Linked DNA regions of Mus musculus: regions 1 and 2 are each linked to region 3. A link is a contact called in public HiCAR-type and HiChIP or PLAC-seq data. All regions are on one chromosome and are shown on one strand. The core of a region is the stretch at or near the end of the contact, and the rest is flanking DNA. Distances in the headings are between cores, read along the strand shown. Region 1 holds the start of Anapc7 (anaphase promoting complex subunit 7). Region 2 holds the start of Atp2a2 (ATPase, Ca++ transporting, cardiac muscle, slow twitch 2). Region 3 holds the start of Mapkapk5 (MAP kinase-activated protein kinase 5).

Region 1 (4,280 bases), core at 1,208-3,707, 880 kb before region 3:
ACTTAAGCAGGTCAGGAAGCAGGAGCTGATGCAGAGGCCATGGAGGGATGTTCTTTACTGGCTTGCTTCCCCTGGCTTGCTCAGCCTGCTCTCTTATAGAACCCAAGACTACCAGCCCAGAGATGGTACCACCCCACAAGAGGCCCCCCCCACTTGATCACTCATTGAGGAAATGCCTTACAGCTGGATCTCATGGAGGCATTTCTTCAACTGAAGCTCCTTTCTCTGTGATAACTCCAGCCTGTGTCAAGTTGACACCCAAAACCAGCCAGTACACAATGACCATTTCCCGGGCAGAGCGATATCTTAGGTAACTGTAAAGGCTAGATCCAGCTGCAAGGCATTTTAGGTAAGAATTCTACCACTGAACTATGTTATCAGTCTTATTTTGTTTTTGGACAGTGTGTACACTGTCTCTTCAACAAATATCAAAACATAAAGGATGAAGGTCAGAACTTATCTGCTTCCTGTAGCTAAGAACTTGCCAATCTAACCTAACGTGGAAAAGCATGGGTTAGCCCAATTCAGTCTAACTAGAGGAGGACGCTCTATAGCGTTCAAACAGTGCTAGAACGTTGTCCCGACCCAAGAGTAAAGATTAGGGCATTATCCCCAACACAGGAAACCATTTGCTATGAAGCACCACTAAGATTCTGGGGAAAAGTCCTCAACATCAACACAGAAGGCTGACAGAGACCAGTGTCCCTCGTGTCACACTAAGAAGCTGGTGACCGGGCTGGTGAGATGGCTCAGTGGGTAAGAGCACCCGACTGCTCTTCCGAAGGTCCGAAGTTCAAATCCCAGCAACCACATGGTGGCTCACAACCACCCGTAATGAGATCTGATGCCCTCTTCTGGAGTGTCTGAAGACAGTTACAGTGTACTTACATATAATAAATAAAAATAAATAAATAAATAAAATCTTTAAAAAAAAAAAAAAAAAGAAGCTGGTGACCAAATGATGTGTGTGCCTAGTCGGTCCAAAGCACACTAATGAATTGGAGTGGGGGGTAGTGACTGAATTACAGGCCCCTCACAGCCCTTTGGCTGTCTCACTAGACTAGCCTCAGCCACGCCAAATGCAAATGTCTGCACGGAGTAGAAGGCTACTGTAATGTTCTTTGGAAGCACTAGACAGTGGTGGACTGAAATACAAACTATCTCCAATCATAGACAGATCCACTCGCTCCTCTATGTTCTCCAGGGTGTGATCTTGGTCGACCTACTGGACCTCCCTGTAATAAACACATTTCCTTAGCATTTTTTTTTGTTTTGTTTTGTTTTGAGACAAGGTTTCTCTGTGTAGCCCTGGCTGTCCTGGAACTCACTCTGTACACCAGGCTGGCCTCGAACTCAGAAATCCGCCTGCCTCTGCCTCCCAAGTGCTGGGACTAAAGGCATGCGCCACCACTGCCCGGCTCAGGCAGCGGTTCTAAAGTGAAGCCACCGGTGCCAATGCTTGCTCTGAGAGCGCTCGGGCAGGAGGAGAAATTAGAGAAAAGGAATGACTAGGTTGACTTGCGGAGCCACGTCGAAGAGTGAGCAATGATGGGGAAATTTTTAAGCAAGGCCCTTACAGGCAATTCAAGCCTACAACTGTCCCGGGCTTCCTTTGAGACGCAGTAAACCCGGCTAGATAGAACTGTCACTCCATCGGTAGTGTTTTGCCTAGCACGCCTGAAATCCCTGGTTCGATCCCCAAGGTCCACACGCACACTGAGAGCATGGTGGGGGTGTAAAACACCAGTTAACCCCCCCCCCCCAGCTTCTGGGAGGCGTAGGCAGGAGGGTAAGAAGGTCAAGGTCTTCCTTGACTACACACACACACACACACAGCCTGGGGCAGGCTAGCCTGGGCTACAGGAGACCCCTGTTTGTAAACACAACCACACAAAACCAGTCACTCCCCGGCGGCAATGTCGGGCCTTACATTAGACTGCCAGGGTTCCTTTTAAATTAAAAAAAGGCGCCACCGCGCCCGCCACCGATGCTCTCAGTCTCGGAAAGTGGGGTCCCCTCCCTCCGCTGGGGTGGCACCCCCACGGCTGACACTCGGTGGACTGGGTCCCCGGGACTCAGGGGACTTCGTCGTTCTGGAAGGAGCCAGAACTCCGAGGCCACCGAGGCCGGATCCCGCGCAGCCCTCCGCGGGACCACACCGTCCCCCCGCCACCGCCAACCCCGGCTCCCGGGACCGCCACCTCCCCGCCTCTCCAACTCACGGGTTGTTGTTACTCATGGTGAGCAGCAGGCTGCTGAGGAGCCGCACGTTGGAGTGCAGTCCCGCAGCCGCCATGTCCCGCACGTGGTCTATCACACTCATCCTGCCCGGCAACACCGTGGCCCCCGGCGACACCGCGGCACCGGCAGCGGCGGACAGAACTCCCGGGAACCGAGAGCAGAGGCTCGGGGAAAGTTCCAAAATGGAGACGGCGCCGGGGTCCTTCCGGTCCAGACGCGGCTCCGCCCCCCGAAGATGGAGGTAGCCACGGACGTGCCTGAGTAAAAAGAAGCAGCGGCGAAAGGGTTTTCTCCATCATCATCATCTTCAAAGCCATCCCAGTAGGAATCGTAGTTTTGCTGCGCTAAAGACAGCCTGAGAGGAATGGATGCCTCGCGGAGGCTAGTAACAATGCACAGGAGTTCATCCTAAACACAGCGGAGGCGGAAAACGGACAGTTAAAAATTGAATTTTCGAATCAGGCGCGCAAGGGCTGGCTTTCTCCAACTACGGGAGCGTCCTAGGCGAAGGTGGCACGCCCCCCTCTCCTGGCGACTCTTGTCCCTGTCACTGGGAATAGATTCCTTGGTGCAAGGCATGGCTTGCCCGTCCAAGTGACCCGCTAGATCCAAGTGCGAAGAAAAGATAGTTACAGGGATGAGCTGGATCTCTGATCGCCCCACTGTCAACATCTCAAGCCTTTACGAACTCGTTACTGCATTGCATATTCACAAATCGCAATGCTGAAGCCATTTCCATAGAGGGAGAGAGCCGCCTCAGAAATTAAAACTGCATGCTCTTGCAGGGGAATTCGGTTCCTAGCACCTACCTGGTGGCTCACAACAGTCTGAAAGGCCAGCTCCAGGGCATCCGACTCCTTCCTCTGGCGTCTATGGGCACATACATGCATGTGGTGCACAGACATACACACTCAGGCATGCAGATACTCATAAAAATACATTGAAACAAACAAACAAACAAACAACAACAACTTGGATCTGGAGAGATGGCTCAGTGGTTAAGAGCACCGACTGCTATACCAGAGATCCTGAGTTCAATTCTCAGCAACCGCATGGTTGCTCAAAACCACATTTAATGGGATCTGATGCCCTCTTCTGGTGTGTCTGAAGAGAGCAATGGTGTACTCATATTCAATAAATAAATAACAACGTTGGCAGGGGGTGGTTTAATTCTAGCACTTGGGAGTTGGGCCGATCTCTGTGAGTTAAAGATTAGCCTGGTTTATAGGGTGAGTTCCAGGACAGCTAGGGATACGCAGAGAAACCCTGTTTGAAAACGCTTAAAACAAACAAACAAACAAACAAACAAATAAGTACTTTGAATTGTCAGTCCTTCTTTGCCGACAAGGAAACCAAAACTTTCAAATGTTGAAGCTGGGCAGCCTGAGAGTAAAACCACTTATCAGCAAGGCTAGTTTTGTAAATTCAATCCCCTGTGTGGGAGGAGAGACCTGACTCCTTCACGTTGTCCTCTGAGACAGCCGCATGTGCCTCTCACTCGCACAAAATAAATAACTACATGCAATTAAAATGTAAACAACTGAAGCTGTTTGCTTAAATTTGAGATTCAAGGCCATTTTTTAAAAAAGATTTAGTTATTTATTTTATGTATATGAGTATACACTGTAGCTGTCTTCAGACACACCAGAAGATAGCATCAGATACCTTTATAGTTGGTTGTGAGCCACCATGTGGTTGCTGAGAAATGAGTTCCGGACCTTGGAAGAACAGCCAGTGCTCTTAACCACTCAACCATCTCACTAGCCTATGACAAAGACATCTTGACCCCACGTGAGGAGTGGGTGTGGCAGCAGTCCCAAGAAGGTGCCCAGGACTGCAGCTAAGTCTTATGACTTGCACCTGACTTCCTCATACACCTGAAAATAAGCCACAACCTTCATGAGAGCTGCGCAGGTGCACCAGGATACTGGCGAATCCATTTTGGTGGAGACATGCCCCTGCTGCCCTGATTGGCTGAAGCTGCGTGCCTGGTGAGGTGATATGGCCTGCTGTGAGTGGATGGGGACTGAGAGTATATA
Region 2 (4,929 bases), core at 1,537-4,036, 960 kb before region 3:
GCTAGAAAGCATATTAATGTTTCAGAGAGCAGTCCAACCTTCAGTAGAAAATGCTTTGCAGAGAACATTCCAGAAGGGCAATGGAATATAGTCCCAGGATCTCTGAGACTATAGGCATTGTCTTTTCTGGGAGGGCAGTTTTGCCTTCTTTTTGTTTTGTTTAAGATTTATTTATTTATTATTATATGTAAGTACACCGTAGCTGTCTTCAGATGCACCAGAAGAGGGTGTCAGATCTCATTACGCGTGGTTGTGAGCCACCATGTGGTTCCTGGGACTTGAACTCAGGACCTTCAGAGGAGCAGTCAGTGCTCTTAACCGCTGAGCCATCTCTCCAGCCCTTCTTTTTGGTTTAAACCTAAGCTTCACAGCCATTCTTCTCATAGGTAAGTGGTCCAGAGGCCAAAATAAATCCAGCTTATTGATGAATGGAAAAATTAGTACACTGGAGCTGAGCAGACGTTTGCTGAGGCCTTAGTGCTGGCAGAGCCCTTCCCAAGTAACTGATGGGTTGAGGAGGGTGGGGCTCTCATTGGTTTCATGCATTTAAACTGTAGGCACTCAATAAATGATGAGCAGATGTTGGGGACTGTGCTTTGTACTGAGTATGGACCAGACAGACAAGCTTCATTCTCAAGTCTGGATGCCCTTACAAGATGCTAGGAGGCAGGCACCGAGCAGCTAAACAAAATCTACAGTGTATTTTCCATAGAAAAGTGCTAGGGCAGCAGAGACCCTTGAATAATGTGATAGTAGGCATCCTGGGGAGGGGAGCTGCTTTAGATAATAAAGCATCTTTCCGGGGGGTGGGGGGGACTCGGGGATTTAGCTCAGTGGTAGAGAGCTTGCCTAGCAAGCTCAAGGCCCTGGGTTCGGTCCTCAGCTCTGGAAAAACAAAACAAAAAAAACCACCAAACATCTTTCAGGAGGGGACCGGACAAGGAGGAAGATGGCCTGAGGGAAAAACTGGGAACCCGTGTTGTAGGGTGCACCTCCAGCCCCTGAAGGAGGGGACTACAGAACAAAAGCCAAACCCAGTGAGCATCACAGACAAACTAAGAGAGGTCATGACCTTCCTACTCTCAGTGCCCCTTGCTGTAGGTACGACAGAACTGGAATCCAGCTAGGAGGGAGACCCACCAGCTCTCCATCCCTCCCACCCTCTCACCCCCCACCTCGCAGGCAGTCACCTGATCCTCCAGAAGAGGCTGTGACCTAACCAGTTTCCACCTTGCTTCTAGGGAGTGCATTGCTATACACTAGAATTTTTGTTTGTTTGTTTCGTGTAGGGTTCTGTTGGTCCTGTTCCAAGTATCAATCAGAACTGCGTGCCAGCCTCCACTCCTTGGAAATAATTAAATGAAGTGACGTACTTGATTTTTTTTTTCAGTCGGGTAAAGCACCATGATTTGCATCTGCTGAAGGAATCTATCTTAAGTCTTGAGGCGGAGCCTTGTGGGACGTCTCAAGTGATTGGGGGGGGGGGGTGGCGTTGCTAAACACTCAAGAAGATGAAATGCTTTATTTTGCAATCTATGCCCTTCATGAAGCCGCATTTTGTGAAGATATTTGCAAATTCAATGCAAAGGGCCTCCTCCCTGTTAAGTATGGCTTCCCACATTCCTCTGCTTTTTAAATTTATTTTGTATGTTTTAGACAAGGTCCAACGTGGAAGACTGCTCCTAAACTCCTTCAGTGTCTGTCCATGACCTTGAACTCTTGATCCCGTGGCTTCCACTTCTGTTCGTGGGATCACAGGCGGGCTCCGTATAGCCTCTTTATATTGGCAAAATTACCTTGCATGCTAGGCTCTGTACAGACCTCACAGAAACAACAGATGATCTGTGGTTTAAGAATAGATTTGGGATTGAAGGCTCCTTCTCTCGCATTGGGGGAAGTGGAAGTCTTATATAGCAGCCATCATTTGGAAGCCAAAGCCAAGCCACCTAGCATAGCTGCTACAGCATAACCTGTGACTTCTATGCAGACGTGTGTCAAAGGCTGTGTGAGCTACTAAAAACGAAATAAAACTTCCTCCTTCCTCCCCCAAGAGTGGGATTCCCTGTCGGGGCACAGAACCCGCAGGGGAAGGAAGGGCTGGTGTTGGCGTGCGATGGAGATGAGGCTTTCGGCTGGGGGTGTGGGATGCGGTGTTCCCGAGGCGACAGATGAGCGCTTTTGGCTGTGTGGGAAGGGAACTGCGGAATTCCTCCCCTTGGTTGCTGAGGGGGGCTCTGAAGGAGACATTAGGATGCAGAGCACGGCTCGCGCTGCCCAGGACGCGGAGGCAAGCCAAGGACACCAGTGCGAGCGCGCCTCGGCCCCCCTGCGTTCCCGAGCCTCCCTGCCAATGCGCGGTCCCAGCCAGTCCCCAACCTCAGCGGCAGGGCAACCAGCACAGAGCGCCCACCCGTGAACTCCGCGCTCTATCCCCGCGCGCGGTCGATACGGGAAAAGCCGTGGCCCCGGAAAAGTCAGGCTCACCCTCCGCCCGCGCCGGTGGCCGCAGCGCATCGAGCACAGCGTGGACGCAGAGGTGGCCCTGGCCCCGTGCGCGCGCACAGGCGCCGCGCGCGGCCTCGATCCGGGTTCCTGGGGGGCGGCGCGCGGGAGGAGGCGGGGCCTGCTGGCGGCGTGGGCGCGCGGTGCGCGCGCGCGGGAGGGCGCCGGAGGAGGGGGCGGGGCCGCGCCGCCCGCGCCGCGCTGGGGGCTCTCTCGGCCAATGAGCGGCGTCCACATGCCGCGGCGGCGGCGAGAGGGGAGGCAGCGGCGGATAAATGCTATTAGAGCAGCCTCCGCGGAGCCGTCCCCGACGCCGCCACCTCCCGTCTCCTCCGCCGCAGTTCCCTCCGCCGCCGCTGTCGGGGGTGCAGAGCTGAGGGGCTCGGGCCGGCGCGCCGCGCAGCTCCTCTCCCGTCGCCTGCCTCGCGGTTCCCGGCGCCGAGGGCTCGGCCCGGCGCCGCTCCTCATCTGCGCCCCGTCTCCTCGGCGCAGCGCCCGGGGCCTGCGCTGCCCGCGGCCGGCTGGCAGCTGCTGAAGCGACCCACACTCGCGGCGGGGCGGGAGGCTCGCAGTCCCTCGGGCGGGCTCGGCGAGGCCGGGCCGCGTGCGGCGGTTTCTGGGGGAGGGGGCTCGGGTGATTCAGCGCCCCGGTCAGGCGGAAGCGGCCGCCGCCGCCGCGGAGGAGGAGGAGGAGAAGAAAAAGGAGGGGACAGCTGTCCGCGCCCGGGCGCCCGCGGTGGCACGAGCCCGCGGCCGGAGTGCGAGGCGGTAGGCGAGGAGGCCGCGGGGACGCGAGGCGAGGCCGGCCGGGGCCCCCGCAGCCATGGAGAACGCTCACACAAAGACCGTGGAGGAGGTGCTGGGCCACTTCGGGGTCAACGAGAGCACGGGGCTGAGCTTGGAGCAGGTCAAGAAGCTCAAGGAGAGATGGGGCTCCAACGGTAGGTGCGGGGCGCCGGGGCTGCAGCGGCGCGGCGCGGGCCCGAGCGCCAAGGAAGATGGCTGACCCGGCTCCACCTCGTGGGGCTTGGCTCGGCGCGGCGCCCGACGGCTGCGAGAGGCCGGGCGGTCCACGCGCGGGTCTGGGCCATCGCCGACCTCTAGGGGTCTCGAGCCGGTGACCTTCCCGGCCGGCGCTCAGCGAGTCGGATTGGGGGGGGGGGAGAGGGAGTGGGAAGGAGGGAGGAGGTTCCTGCGGCTGGGCTGAGTCCCCCGCGGATTTATGAGGCGTCGATGTTGTTGAGAAACCCTCGGACCGTTTCTTGTGCTCCCCAAAGTTGCACATCTGGCAGAAGTGATGACCCAGCTGAAATGACTGCATGGTCCTGGAGGCCGGAGAGGGCTTACGGGCAGTTCCGAGGCCACTGATTACCAGGGCTGAATAATTTTCTCGGGGTATCAAAGTGGAGACAGATTGTTGTACGTTCATACACCTATATCCGCCATTCAGACAACGATGGTGGTGAATTTAGCAGTTTTTAATAAAAGCGCTAATACAATATCTTCATTTTTCTTTCTGCTTTCCTCCTGACACGTTGCTGTCGAATTTCGGCCTTCTAGAATTGCCGGCTGAAGAAGGTAAATAATATTAACATGTTATTTTGGAGAGATGATGTGTGCAGGCTGATTGATGTGGACAATTGAAACAAATGGTTTGTTTTTTTTTTTTTTTTTTTTCCTTTCCTTTTCTAACAGGAAAAACCTTGCTGGAACTTGTGATTGAGCAGTTTGAAGACTTACTAGTTAGAATTTTACTGCTGGCAGCATGTATATCTTTCGTAAGTATTTAAAAAATTATTTTGTCTCCCCATAAAAGTTGAAAGAATTTCGTTGGGACACCAGAAAATAAATAATTACCATTGAGTTTCCGTGTTTAAAAACAAACAAACAAAATAACTCAAGAATTAGAGGGGGGAAAATGATAGAAGCTGTTTTGCTTAGGTTACAGTGCAGTGAGAGGTGACCCCTGACTGCGCAGGGTCTCTGGAATTCTTGTGTCTCACCAGTTTTTAGTATCAGAAAGTTCCTCACTCTAAGTCCTTTTCTGTTGGGGTTCTTCCATTTGTTATCATGTTGTAAGATCACACTACGATGATGTTGGGCACTCTGTAAATAGATCGTACAAAAGGAATATTCCAGTTGCTTTGCCTTCCTGGTGGTGGCAAGGTGACAGTTGTTCCTGACAGTGACAAGAATGATGACGGCAGTGATGGCACCACTGTTGACCAAATTTGGTCACTGACCTCTAGGGTGGCATCTAACCTGGACCCCTGTCTTGAGTGATTCCTAGAGTAAGAGAGCAAAGTTCAGTATTCTTGGTTCTAAATATTAAAGAGGGAATAAAGGTGAAGGTGGGGTTTTTGTTTGTTTTTTTTTCTTTCTTTCTTTCTTGTTCTGTATGTGCTTGAGCCAGTGTGGTTGCTAAGA
Region 3 (4,603 bases), core at 1,685-4,184:
AAACTCAGAAAGGGAATCCAGGCTCCATTAGTGACCTGAACCCTCCCACAAACATACCTCCCTTGCTAATATGTGGTGCAGTGGGGAGACAGTTAGCCTATAGCTGCTGGCAAAGGGTAACTGTGAGAGCTGTAGTCATGGGAGCATCAGAGCTCTGTAGTACAGCCCAAACCAGCCCAAACAGCAGTACCTGCAAGGACCCTCATGAACTTCCCTTGATCTCCTCAGCTTGCTGGTCCTATGCCCTAGGGTGGCCTGTAAGGGCCACATCTCTTTGAGGCGTCTCTCTAATTTTTCAGTCTTGCTCTGACACAGTCTGAACCTAACAGGAGGCCAACTCTCCATTCAACCGGATCATGTATCTAACACAGCCAAAGCATTCGGACAAGGTAACCTGAGGGACCTAACTCCAAGGCAACCTGGTTACATCTTTGAGACTAGCTCAAAGGCTCCAGTGGCTTTCCACTGGCAGTGGGATCATTTGCTGGTGTTCTGGGAACTCTTCATTGGCCAGTGTAGTGGCTATTCGTGGTTGTCAGCGTGAATGAACTGCAATTCAGAACTGGAGGGCTCACCTGTGATCCTGATCTTGAGGCTGGGAGATACAAGTTTCTGACCTGGACCTTGCCATGGAGATCTTGAGGCATAGTGGCTATGAAACCCAGGAGACTAAGGCAAGGTCTCTGAGTTCACGGTCATCTGGGACAAAGCAAGCCCCAGATCCAGGTGTGGTGGTACACAACTTTAGTCTGGGCCACCCCTTCTACTGGAGACCTGCATAAGATATTGGAAGAAGGAGGATTCTCTCTCGCTCTCTTTCTTCTTCATCTGCTTGCCTTGTGGGACTAAGCACCTGCTAGATCCTTGGACTTCCATTCACAGCTGCTGCTGACCATTGTTGGGGGTTGGACTGCAGACTGTAAGTCATCAACAAATTCCCTTACTATATAGAGACTGCCCCTAAGTTCTGTGACTCTAGAGAACCCTGACTGATACAGCCTGCTTGACTTGGTTGACAGAAAGCTCTAGGAACTTTTCCTGTACTTTTTCCCGTACCTTGACCCCTGGGAATGTGCGAGACTGGGGTTGCTCACTCTCCTTTTTTTTTTTTTTTAACTTATTTATTTATTTTATGTATACGAGTACACTGTAGCTATCTTCAGACACACCAGAAGAGGGCATCAGATCCCATTACAGATGGTTGTGAGCCATGATGTGGTTGCTGGGAATTGAACTCAGGACCTCTGCAAGAGCAGTCAGTGCTCTTAACCTCTGAGCTATCTCTCCAGCCCCTCACTCTCCTTTTGAAGCATGTTTATTGTGAGCAAGAATGTAGACACAGGTAGTTGGTATAGCAAGGTATGTTGTATTAGGCTGCTCACCTGTATGACATATTAGCAAAAGGTCAGGTGCAGTCTCTAATAGTGGCCTCTGATTCAAGGGTCAGGATCCTGGGGAAGACTGTCCAGCTGCAGGGCCGATGAAGGTCTCTCCAGATGTGCAGAGCATTGCTCTTGTCTCTGTTTAGGTACTGTCCAGTGGAGGCCATGGGGTTCTAGGGCTGTGTCTGGTTATCTTGGGTCACTGGGTTCTGGTTATCAGGTGCAGCACTGGGTGTAGTGGAGTTCCTAACTAAGCTATTTTTTTCAGGTTTACCGGCTTTTTTTTTTTTTAAATATGCTCATTACATTTGGTTAATCGAAAATCTGAGGGATACCCCTGGGTGACTCAATTTAACCCATGTTTTTACCTTGGTTGCACGCCTGCCATGGGTTCCAAACTGTCCATTCCAAAGGACATACCATTAGCCTGGCTGAAGGCTAATCTAAAAGAGCTCTCTATGGGGAGACCTCAAGACACTAACTTGCTCAGCTCTTGGTCCCAATCTAGCCTCCATGCACATTGGACAAAGGCTACTGCTGGCCAAAACTTGGAAGTTTTGATTTTAATATCTAAATTGATTTAGATAACTTCATAAAACGAAATGGGAAGTGGCCTGAGGCCTCTCCCCCCATATTTCTGCATTCTTAACACCCTTACTATATAGGCTCCTCGAAGCCAGCTTTTTCCTCTGGTAGAGGAGTCCAACTTCCAGGAGGAGGACTGTGCCCCCTGCTGTGCGCACCAGTAATCACAGTCCTGACTGTTAAGAGGTCAGGCTCCCATCTCTCTTTTGCTCCCTGTCTGTTCCTTTGAACTGCCTCAGAAATCTAACAGAAAGGACGTGTACTAAACTCCTTTGTGTATACTTTGTGTACTCGTCTCTTATGACTCTCTCAGGGATACGCTTCCATTTAAGTAATCGTTAATAAAACCTTCAGAGCCGGGCGGTGGTGACACACGCCTTTAATCCCAGCATTTGGGAGGCAGAGGCAGGCAGATTTCCGAGTTCGAGGCCAGCCTGGTCTACAGAGTGAGCTCCGGGACAGCCAGGGTTACACAGAGAAACCCTGTCTCGAAAAATCAATTAATCAATCAATCAATCAATCAATCAACCAAACCTTCAATTCTGCTTCATAAACTGGCTAGTCCTAAAACCGTCCGCATGGAAGCCAAGAACTCGTTTGTCCCTCCTTCCCGCTTCTAGCATCCTCGGGATGCTGAGATGGCTGCAGCAGGCAGCAACATCTCCGACCCCGCTAAGCTGACAGGACGAGCACGATCCGGTTGGTTCCCACACAGCCAGATTTCTGTATGTCCCACGTTACCATCCCACTTCCCAGCCAACTCCTTGGCTGCATCCACAGGTTTCGCTCAAAACACAAGACACTCAGCAGCGGGCTCCCGCGCATGCGCCCTCCCTGCATTCCGCTTCTCTTTCGGCAGGCCAGGCCTCGCGCCGTCTTACGTCATTCACCCAGCGCCACGTCAGTGGAAGGCCCGGGGGCCTGTGCTGCGTGCGGCGCGCCCCGGGGACGACCCGGCTGGCGCCTGCACATCCACCGCGCGGCTCGGGAAAGCCTCAGAAAGGCCGGCGGATGCCGGCGAGAGGCGCGCGGGGCTGGGTGGTCGCAGAGCCCCGCGGCAGCATGGCTGGCGTGAAGCTGCAGAGGGTGAGGCGCGGGCGGGCGGCCGGCGGGCTGCCCGGCGCAGGCGTCCCGGCGATGTGTGGCGCTGGAGCGGCAGTGGGAGCGGCGGCGGCGGCGGCGGCGGCGGCGGCGGCAGCGGCGGCGGGCTCGGCTTCGGCTTCGCTACGGTGCTGGTGCCGGCGGCGGCGGGGAAGGCGGAGGCGGCGGCGCAGGCTTCTCCTCAGGAGCTGGCGAACCCAGGCCTAAGCGGCGGCCCCGCCAAAGCCCCGCACGGCGCTCCAGGCCGGGCCCCTCCCCGCCTCGCCCTGCCCCGGGAGCCTGCCTCCCCGGCCGGGGATGAGGCCGGGAAGCGGCTGCGCGGGGCCCAGCACAAAGGCTTGTCCCCAGGGGCCGCCGCCGCTGCCGCCGCCACCGCCGCCACCAGCTTAGAGCCGCCTGCGGAAGCCGAGCCGGCACCCGGACCTTCATCCCCTCCGCTCCCTAGGGGCGGGCGCTGCCCGTCTCCCCGAGCTCCGAGCCCTTTGCTTCCTCGGCTGCCAGGGGACGGGACAGCCGCGCAGCCTCCGCCGCTTCGGGCTGTGGGAGCCCAGCGGAGCATGTCGGAGGACAGCGACATGGAGAAAGCCATCAAGGTAAGCGGGAGATGCAACCCGTACCCTGCTTTGTCGACAACCGCGATTCCGCTCATCGTGGGCCTTGGGAAATAGAGAGAATTTGAATGGGAGGTAGAGGTTCTAGTTCCTAGCATCTAGTAAGTTCGGTTTTCGGCCTCCCGGGGAAGGGGACCGCATTTGAAGGCCCAGAGTGTTGGCTTGTGTAGGGTGGTGTCTCCGATTCCCTCTAGCCTCCTTGGTTGATGCAATTTGTGCTCAGCTAGAACGAAGTTGAGTAGTGTGGAGATACTTCATATGAGTGGGATATAAGAGGGCTTCTTAGGACTCTCATGTTTCCATCACCTCCAACTGTGTCCATTTGCATCTTGGTGACCCACTGCGACACTTGGCAGTGGCTCTGACCCCTCCTGATGGCTCTGAACCAAGCCTGTTTGAGACCTTCAACTTCAGGAGTTGCTTTACCTTTGCCCAAAACCTGCCCTTTGGCTTTTCCCTTCTCTGTGCGTTCATTTCCTTCTGTTCTCTTGTCTACTCTCAAGAATCAAGAGTTTATTTCTGAAGAGTTTAAAGCGCCCCGTATTCTAAAACGACCCCAAATGGGACTGGGAATATAGCCAGCTGGTAGAGTACTCACCATGCATGAACCCTTGGGTTTGATCCCTTGCACTGCATGAAACTGGCACGGGGAGGGGTCACCCCCCCCCCCACACACACACACGCGGGAGGATCAGTAGTTGAGGATCCCAGCCAATGCTGTGATTTAATATCTGGCTCAGAAGAGGAGCCTCAGTCCAAGCCTGGTGACCAGAGTAAGATCCTTAGACCCACATGGCTGGAGAGCACCAACTCTGGCAAGTTGCCCTCTCATCTTTGGAGACACACATTAAAAAAAAAATGAAATAAAAAGTTCAAGGTTGTCTTTGGCCACAAAGAGTAAAGAGGCCATCATGAAACTACAAA

What was found. HiCAR-type assays count read pairs that join an accessible place to other places. HiChIP or PLAC-seq counts read pairs in DNA pulled down with a chosen protein or histone mark.
Region 1: an H3K27ac HiChIP or PLAC-seq map of extraembryonic endoderm stem cells shows a contact between it and region 3, with 13 times the contacts expected there. The contact joins the promoter of Anapc7 here to the promoter of Mapkapk5 in region 3. A contact is called at or near these places in 1 of 115 datasets of contacts at active chromatin or transcription factors (extraembryonic endoderm stem cells) and 1 of 9 other capture datasets (liver).
Region 2: a HiCAR-type map of astrocytes shows a contact between it and region 3, with 2.1 times the contacts expected there. The contact joins the promoter of Atp2a2 here to the promoter of Mapkapk5 in region 3.

The regions. Positions count from the first base shown.
Region 1 is chr5:122,420,621-122,424,900 of GRCm38.p6, reverse strand. Anapc7 (anaphase promoting complex subunit 7) reads right to left here and starts at 2,457. Exons shown (of 11, transcript NM_019805.4): 1 at 2,223-2,457. The coding sequence starts at 2,323.
Region 2 is chr5:122,500,082-122,505,010 of GRCm38.p6, reverse strand. Atp2a2 (ATPase, Ca++ transporting, cardiac muscle, slow twitch 2) reads left to right here and starts at 2,786. Exons shown (of 20, transcript NM_001110140.3): 1 at 2,786-3,443; 2 at 4,063-4,080; 3 at 4,198-4,280. The coding sequence starts at 3,326.
Region 3 is chr5:121,544,223-121,548,825 of GRCm38.p6, reverse strand. Mapkapk5 (MAP kinase-activated protein kinase 5) reads left to right here and starts at 2,934. Exons shown (of 14, transcript NM_010765.2): 1 at 2,934-3,661. The coding sequence starts at 3,626.